Regions from separate parts of the Sus scrofa genome. Here region 1 is linked to region 2. A link is a contact called in public HiChIP or PLAC-seq data. All regions are on one chromosome and are shown on one strand. The core of a region is the stretch at or near the end of the contact, and the rest is flanking DNA. Distances in the headings are between cores, read along the strand shown. Region 1 has its middle 40 kb from the start of TRNAE-UUC. Region 2 has its middle 290 kb from the start of KLF4.

What was found. HiChIP or PLAC-seq counts read pairs in DNA pulled down with a chosen protein or histone mark.
Region 1: an H3K27ac HiChIP or PLAC-seq map of alveolar macrophages shows a contact between it and region 2. The contact joins two enhancer-like sites. A contact is called at or near these places in 1 of 47 Hi-C or Micro-C datasets (embryonic fibroblasts) and 1 of 2 datasets of contacts at active chromatin or transcription factors (alveolar macrophages).

Annotation. Positions count from the first base shown.
Region 1 is chr1:249,574,149-249,578,505 of Sscrofa11.1, reverse strand. No RefSeq gene overlaps it. Among named protein-coding and RNA genes, the nearest start is that of TRNAE-UUC, 40 kb to the right of the region's middle. Within about 2 kb of position 2,890, at least 5 of the 83 cell types and tissues checked have an H3K27ac peak or open chromatin away from gene starts, as enhancers often do. A contact at or near this core is called in alveolar macrophages, where this site is marked.
Region 2 is chr1:248,892,840-248,897,537 of Sscrofa11.1, reverse strand. No RefSeq gene overlaps it. Among named protein-coding and RNA genes, the nearest start is that of KLF4, 290 kb to the right of the region's middle. Within about 2 kb of position 1,382, at least 9 of the 83 cell types and tissues checked have an H3K27ac peak or open chromatin away from gene starts, as enhancers often do. A contact at or near this core is called in alveolar macrophages, where this site is marked.

The DNA.
Region 1 (4,357 bases), core at 1,641-4,140, 680 kb before region 2:
GGCTTCAGTGTTCAAGTGGGAAGGCCAAGAACCAAGGGGAATCGCCTGGCCCCAAATCACATGGCTTATTACTGTAAGAGCTGGCTTCCAATTAGCCCCCTTACTCCAAGCCTAAGATTCTTTAAAATTACCCAGTTAGTTAGTTAATTAACCGAATATCACTGAGGCCTACCATACTTCAGGGCTTTTGCTGGGCACTGGGGGACCCAGATAATTCAGGCAGTGCCCCATGTCTTCTCAGATCCTGCAATCCAGTGGAGGCAGAGTGTAGCGAAAATGGTGCTAGCTTAGGCCTCACATAGATTTAGATATGAACTGCACTTCTTTTTTCTGATTGTGGAAACTGAAAAAATGGAAGGCAGATGTCCACCTTGTAAGCTATTGTGAAGATTTAATGAGATAATACATGCAAAACTCCTAACATAATTATTAGCAAATGCCCAACAACTTGTATTTATTGATAATTATAACAAAGACACTCAACTCTTGGATCAATCAGCTGTCTCAGTAGCCTTATTTGAAAAGTGAAGGATGGTAGGCAAAATATTTGGAGAAAACTTGACCTAAAAAATAGTGCAAGATTAGTTCACTTGCCTCTGATTAAGATTGACTCTAATCTGTTACTGAAAAGTAAAAGGTCATTTTCTGTCTCTTGCAAGAACTGAGGGTGAGAAGAGAGGGATTACGATGATCAGATGAGAATGAGTGTCTGTGTGGACATAGTGCTGTTCACTGTATCAAGTTAAGGCTTCATGTAAATCCTGCCACATTTGCTTCTTGCTTTTCGCAGTGAGACATTATTTCTTTACAAATAGAGACCAGATTCATGTTACAGAGCTTACTGCCGTCCCAGCCGTGTCCTGATTTGGCCACCTCTGGGGCTCCCCCAGAGCTAGGCAAGGGCTCCAGGCTGCTCACTACTGACTGGTTGGCAGAAGCTGGTCACTGTTTTAGAGGCACTTTTCTGATCTTGTTAGTGGCGAGTCCCATGGGGTGCAATTCCCCCTGGTTTCATGTAGTGTTGCAATCGAAACTATTGAATCTCAAAATGGAATATAATTAAGGCTGGGTTAATAAAGTGTGTTCCACTCATAGCCAGTAAAGGGTGTCATGTTTCTCCTTGCCGCTTTAGGCAAGGAAACTTAATCTCCAGCTTTGTCAGGGCAGACTGAATCAGAGGTGTGTCATCCAGCGGAAAGCCTCTTGTTTTACTTGTTGCAGTCACTACATGGTCAGCCTCATTTCATTGGGTTTGTACTGAGCACAAAGAATCCAACCTGTGGCTGATGCTGAAGGAGAGGCCTTTGTGTAGGAGGAATTAGGAACTTTTGCTCTCTGCTGGGCTCTGAAAACCATCCAGGAGGAGGGACCTCTACAGTACAGAAGTCCATGGGAGCGCAGGGATGGAAAACTGTGAACAAAATGTAGCTTCCAGTGAAATCTTCTTAGTCCCCATCATGGCTTTCTTGTGATTTGAGTCCTTTCCTTTCACTTTTTCTTCCACTACTCATTTTTCAGGCTTATCTGATATCTCTAAGTAGAGATTGTTAATGGTTTTTAGTGCTCTCACAGCACTGGAGACTACTGTATCATAAATATTTAACCATTGTGGCCACTTTGTTTCTTAAGGCTTAGTCTCTGTGCTGAGCACTGGTGTATGTTATTTAGCACAGTCCCCCTGACAACCCCTGTATTACAGATGAGGAACCTGAGGCTCAAAGAAGATAAATTTCCCAGGGTCATATAGTGAATTTATTCATTCAACAGATGTTTATTCAACACCAATTATGTGCCAGGCCCCTGAAGACACATCCCTGAACAAACAGCCAAAAGATACTTGTCCTTATAGAGGTAAATTATATAGTACCTTAGAAGGAGATAAGTGCCATAGGAAAATGCAAATGTGAGACTGAGCAGGAATTTGAACCCAGGTCTCCTAGATCTCCTTTGCACCAGCCATGCTCTTAAGCACTCAGCTATATTGCTTATAATTCTTGGATCTTGTAATTTTCTACTTACGTCCGGCCTTCTCTTAGACTGTACATTTTTCTGGGGCAGGACCTTTCCTTAATCAGTTTCCTATACTGGCACATAGCTCAATGCCTGGCGTGGAGTCAGCATTCAGTGAATGTTTGCCCAGTGTGTGAATAAGAGAGTGACCATATGATGATACAAGAACCTATGAGAAAGCAGTAATTTCCCAGGAGTCTGGCCAGACCTGAAGGCTGGGCTGTGCCACAAATATTTCCTGTTACCCTAGGCAAGTGTTGGAGCCCACAAAATCTGCAGAATGGGAAAAACGTAATGACTGTTCTTGACTTCCTTATATATTTATCATGAGGATTAATGAGACAGTGCTGCTCAAAGACTTCATTTTCTTTGAAGACAAGGATTTGTGTTTTTTTGGTGGTGTGCTCATTGTTTAGAATTCCATCAAGGACCTGGCATGGTATTTTCAGGAGGGATTGGTCCCAGAGAAATAAAATTTGTTTTACTGACAAGTTTTCTAAGGTTTTACGAGCTGCCTCTTTCAGGCTGTGGACCTATGTGGAGGTTTGCTACCATTTGAAGCAACTGTGAAAATGTATTTTTCCTCCTTTGCCAAAGTAGGCTCTAAATCAGTTCAAAGCCAAATTTCCATGAGTGTTTCACTCCTATTGTAGAAGTAATTTTTTTTTTTTTTAATCTGAGTGAAATTCCAATTGTTGGCTCTAAAATGGCAGCAGTTGGAATGCCTGTCAGTCAAGTGCCAAGTATAAGTAACCAAGAAAGGAGGGCTTGGATCCGTGTTCTCTAGGAAAGAAGGACTCTGCCATTGGGTGGTAGAATAGAAAATGGGAAATCCCAGGAGTGTCAGAATAGCATGACAACTAAACAGGAAGGTTTGGTTTAATTCTCTTTTGTTGCTGACGAGTCAGCGCCCCAAACCTGTCCAGTCACTCCCATATGTAGCATGCAGGAGGAGGCCCTCTTGGTATTTCCCTGTTCACCTGACTCTGTGTCCTTAAGCATAATGAACTCAGTTAACTAAAAGCATTGCCAAGATTATATTTGACACTGGTAAATAGGTCAGCACTGTAGCATTTGCCTGATATGGACAATATGCTTTCTTAGGAGTGGAGAACTATTTCCTGGTGGGGAAAATCCCTAGTATTACTTAGCAAAGACAAGTAATAAGAGTTTAGATTTCTCTGGTATCTCTTCTCCAAGGGTTCAAAGGCCTTCCTTTTATTTTAGTTACCTCTGTAGTTCTGTTTTGAAGGCAGAAGCAGGTATTTTGGAGAAAGGAAAACTGAGGCACATTTTATTGAATTGACCCACTTCATGTTGATATTGGCTTGGCTCAAGTTCAAACTTCCTGCCTGATACAGCAGTCGTTAATCAACTTAAAGTAGGCACTAAAGATCTTTTATCTATCAAGTAGGCTTATACTAGATACTATATATATGGTAGCTTATGTAATAAACAGTATTATTGCTATTTGCTAGTTTAATAGAGTATCTAAATCGACAAGCAACTTGCTATGCCACTGCTTATATACTGTTGTATCCAAGTTCAATGTCTTTGCCTACATCAAGATGCCTTCTTTTACCAATAGAAAGAGCTGAAGTAGATGTTTCTCCAAAGAAGACATACAAATGGCCAATAGACACCTGAAAAGATGCTCATCACCTCTAATTAGTAGAGAAATGAAAATCAAGACTACAATGAGGTACCACCTCACATCATTCAGAATGGCCCTCACTGAAAAGTCTTCAGGAGTTCCCATTGTGGATCAGCAGGTTAAGAACTTTACTGGTATTCATGAGGTTGCAGGTTCAATCCCTGGCCTCGCTCAGTGGGTTAAGGATCTGGCATTGCTGCAAGCTGCTGTGTAGGTTGCATATACGGCTCGGATCTGGTGTTGTTGTGGTGGCTGTGGCACAGGCCGGCAGCTGCAGCTCCGATTTGACCCCTAGCCTGGGAACTGCCATATGCCACAGGTGCAGCCCCCCCCCCCCAAAAAAAAGTCTGCAAATAATAGATGCTGTAGAGGATATGGAGAAAAGGGAACCCTTTCACAATGTTGATAAGAATGTAAACTAGTGAAGCCCTTTGGAGAACAGTACTGAGATTCCTTTAAAAACTAAAAATAGAGTTGACAGATGATCTAGCGATCCCACTCCTGGACATAAACCCAGACAAACCTGTAATTCAAAAAGACACATGTACCCTTATGTTCATAGATAGCAGCACTATTTACAATAGGCAAGACATGGGAACAATCTAGTGTCCATTGACAGATAAATGGATAGAGAAGATGTGATACACACACACACACACACACACACACACACACACACACACACACACACAC
Region 2 (4,698 bases), core at 133-2,632:
TCCACGCTGCTGCTTCTTGACACCAAGTGCTTGCCCTGCCTGCACTCCTTGTCCAGCCAGAAGAGAGCAGGAGGGCCGATAACCCCAGAGTGATCTCTTGAACCCCTTTTCATTTCCATAATGCAAAGCCAGGCATCAGCGAGGACCCTGGCAGGATGGATAGACACGTTTCTCCCCTCCAGAGGGCCACGGGCAGGAGCTTTTCCACTTAAAAAAGGGACCCAAGGAGGGGTGCGAGGGGCCTGGCGCGTAGAGAAGCAACAGGCCAGGAAGAGGCTACAAATTGGATCCCTCCAGCCGGAGCTGCCAGCAGCTGGCTCTGGTGCCTGAACTGACTGCCCCATCAAAAGCCAGCACAGGGGAGAGTCAGTGAAAGGTAAATGCCTTCCATTTGTTCTGCTCTGTGGTGCTATTAGTAGCACACGGAAAGAATTTGGGTGTCAGATTTTTATCCCGAAAACCTCACTCAGATAACGGGGCATTTTGCTTCCATAGCAATCTGCTTCTGATAGGATTTCCCTTGTGTTTAGAAAGCTCTCCTGCATCAAGCCTCACCTAAGCACAGCTTCCATTTCCTTCCTCCCATTCTCCTTCATCCCTTCTCTCTCCTACCTTGACAACCAGGGCAGCTGCAGTTTCCCAAGCCCCCAGCCCCGCCCCGACCCTTGGCACTTCTTAAGGACTCCCGAAATCACCATCATCATGCCCCCCAGAGATGAGGCTCTGCAGGTTCAGAGAAGCAAAGTCACTGACCCAGATTCACACAGCTGGTTGGTGGCAGCTGGAGGGAGGGTCTTGCTTGAAGCCACAAGGTCCCACCCCACCACGGGCTTCAGGACCTCCCCAGAATCATGGTGTTGCACCTGAGCTGCTCCAGCGTATAATCTCTCACTACAGATGTGTTTATACCGGTTTGGGGACATTTTTAAGTAGTTTTGGAAGCTCCTCTAAAACATATCTAACCTTCCCTGAAAAGGGAGTGTTTCTAAATTGAGCACGGAGTCAGAGTTTGGGGCCGTCACTGTTATTTGGTAGATGGTGGGGATTTGATTATCCTCTTGTTCTTTCACTCGGTATCACTGAGAACTTGCTGCATCTACTTCAAGGGAATAAAATGATACCAGAATAGATTTATGGAAAATGAAAACAGGAACTGGCCAAGTCAACGCTATTTCACAATTATTTGCTAAAGGAGTTTGCAACACTTGGATTTAGTTGCTTTATCGCTTTTTTTTTTTTTTTTCTTGTTCTGTTTCAAATGAATGATTAGTCTGAATTTAAGACATTTTGAACTTGCTCGAATGCCACGTGCCCAGAGGAGGAGGGAAGGAGAACTCTGTGAAAAATCCAAGGATTGGCAACTTGCACGAGGTCTGTTCTGCTCCGGTTCTTCCCTTAGTTACAGGGAAGCTAATTTCTCTGTAACCTCAAGGAGCTCAAGCTGCCTCTTTAGAGAACAGAAAGAACAATAACCCCTTTTAAGGAGAAGTTACTCCAGCTAAGGTGTAGGGGCTGGGCCTCTGCTTTTTATTCTGGGGACCAGCCTTTGAAACATCTCTGAAACTCAGCATCATTCTCTCTGAGCCCAGGCCATATCTACCAAAAAGGCTGCTGAGAGACGGATCTATCCCATGTAAGGCAAGTACGGGAAAGTGCTTGAAATTCTGGGCAACCTCATGAAGGGCCCTGGTCATTAGAACCAGCGTCACGGTCATGATCCAGAATATAATTTGATGTGTGGGCACAACCCTGACGGCACCTCCTATGTTTACATGAAATCATTTCAGCGGAACTAATTTTAATCTAGTCCTGGCAAATATATCATCTATGTTCATTTTTATGAGTGACTCCAGCAGTTTGTGATGACTCAGTCAAGGGCTTGGCTTAAGCTGACCTTTGGAACTTAAGGGGGGAAAAAAGACTCACTTTGTCATTCATTTATTCGTTCAACAAACCCTGAGTGCTTTCTGCAAAGAAGCTCAAACAGAAACCTCAGGATAAGGAAGAACTTAAGCATTTTAGAGGCACCATTTACACAGGCTTTACGCGTGTTAAATATCCATGTACCCAAACTGGGTGGGAAGTCGCTCTGCAAACTCTGATGGTCGTAGAAAGGTGAGGTACTCACTTTATAAATTATTTTGACCTCTTCCTTAAAGCAGGTCCTAGAGATGCCTCTCCCTCAGCTTTTGATCACCTAATTTAGGTCTGCACGAAGAGTTTAAAGCTGTCAAGCATGTTTTAAAGCCTGTGTGCCACATTCACTGTAACGTATCTATTTCTGTGTCGACTTTCTCCAATTCTTTGGAAGCAGTTAGATTTTACATCAGTTGTAGATGGAGTGGAAGATGGGACCTCAAAGATGCCCAAAGACCGTTTCCAGGGAGGATACCTGGAGACTAATGATTGACCTCTTTTGCAATGGCCTGAGGTTCCTGGAGGGGTCTCAGTTGGTCCTTCTGGGGGTTGACTCTTCTTAGAAGATTCCGTTCTACCCTGACTTTTTCCACCTCAGCCTGCACGGACCTTTTTAGGTAGGTCTCTGGCGCCCCATGAGGCTTCCTCTCGGCTGCCTGGGCTTCTCCCCATCCTGTCTGCTTCCTGAGTGAGGGCAGGGATGCACTGGGAGAAGCTTCCAGATGCTGGGAGTCCTGCTCTTCAGATGGGTACTCCAGAGCTTGGGAAAATGCTCTTCCCTGAAAAGAAACGGAGAGCATAAAGGGGGCACACAACTTTCTAAGTCTGAGCAGGAGACAATGGACACAGAAGAAAGAAAGCGCTTGTTCTTTGGGATCATACAGCAGGGCACTTACACAGAGTTGTCATCTGACAGTTCAAGCCACTTAACCCCTGTTAGCCTCAGTTTCTTCATCTGTAAAACGGGGAGGATAATAACTCTTACAGGTTTATTGGGGAGGTGAAATGAAATCACTGTTTTCTGTAAGACAGCAGGCACTCTGTCTGTGTGGAAGAGTGGGCCTGTAAATAACAGCGCCGTGGCCCATCACAGGCTCAGTCATAAGTACTAATGCAAGCCTGGGGCATCATGAGCCGCTGTCTCTTCCAAAGCATTAGGGACAATGGCATTTTGTGAAGAAGTGTCCTGCTCTGGCCCTTTCCTCCGCCTCCCTGCCTGTCTTCTCAACTCCAAAGCTTATTCAAGGAGTTCCCGTCATGGCTCAGTGGTTAATGAATGCCACTAGCATCCATGAGGATGCGGGTTCGATCCCTGGCATTGCGCAGTGGGTTAAGGATCTGGCGTTGCCATGAGCTGTGTTGTAGGTTGCAGACATGGCTTGGATCCCGCGTTGCTGTGACTGTGGTGTAGGCCAGTGGCTACAGCTCTGATTAGACCCCTAGCCTGGGAACCTCCATATGCTGCGAGTGCAGCCCTAGAAAGACAAAAAAAAAAGACAAAGCTTATTCAAGACATCATCTGCCTCCCCCCCAGGAATCTCCTCCCTGTCTTCTTTCTGCTGTCCCATGCCAAGTTCTCGTCCAAAGGTCATCAGATAAGCCCCCCCACCCCCCACCCCCCCCCTGCCCTGGCCATTGTTCCCAGTGAGCTTGTCTCCCTTGGGTGCCCCAGCTCAAGCCCTGGGCTGCAATACTGCTTCTTTACTGGTCTTTCGGCCTCTGACTCTTCTCCCATCCCATCCCCTCCATTCTACAACCCACAGATCTTATCAAGCCTCCTATTTATAACCTCTGGATTGGGGTGCATGTACCCCATGGGTGGTCAGGCTGATGCCCTGAGTACAAAAAGACACATGTTGGCACTTTATTTACACGTATTTTATATCTCATTCATTTTCATTTCTGTGCATGTGTATATTTTACATGTTGAGCTAAATACCATTTACTGAGCCCTTCCTAGGTGCCAAATCTCCTGGCATTTATTCTCTTAACTCACATAATCAACATTGCAACTGTAAGTTATCACTTCCATTTTAAAGATGGCAAAACTGAGGCACAGCTATATTAAGTAACTTACCTGAGGTCACACAGCCCGTAAGTGGCTGAACTTGTACTCCCTTCAAATTATCTTGGTATCATAATTCCTGTATATAATATAGAAGTCAGTAAATGTGGACAAATTAGGAATGAACGCTTAAAATAGAGTTGTACAATTTTACAAGTCTGGACTAAATCTCTACTCTTGATCTTGGCCTCACCAAGCTGTTAGGACCTGACTGCTCCCTCCCTCAGCCCTCCTCTTTCTAGGCACTTCCCTCCCATTCCAGAAACACAAGTCTCCCAGGCCTCCGTGGAACTGTTATCTTGGTCCGGAATGCCCTTCCCTCAGGGCCTGTCAGCACAGGTGAGATTTGAACTGGGGAAAGTGTGTGCTTTTATGGGAAACTCTGTATTGTCTAAAGGACACCTTCCAGGTTATCTGAGAGATTCCAGGGGAGCTATTTTACAGCTCTGGAAGTCATAGAGAGCTGATAGGAATGCAAACGACTTCTTGTTTATAGACATGTAAATTCCATCCTGTCCCCAGGGATTCAGGCGACTTCTCCCTGGACCATGAAAAGAGCTGGTTTTGCCTCTATTTGCACATTCATTTCAATATCCCTCCTGTATACATTTGCCAGTTCTTTGGATTCTCCTTTGAACCGCTTATAGCATCTGCCGGGGTCCCTCATGATGAAAGCTTCGGCCCATGTCCGCTTACTGCCTTCATAAGGGTCATGA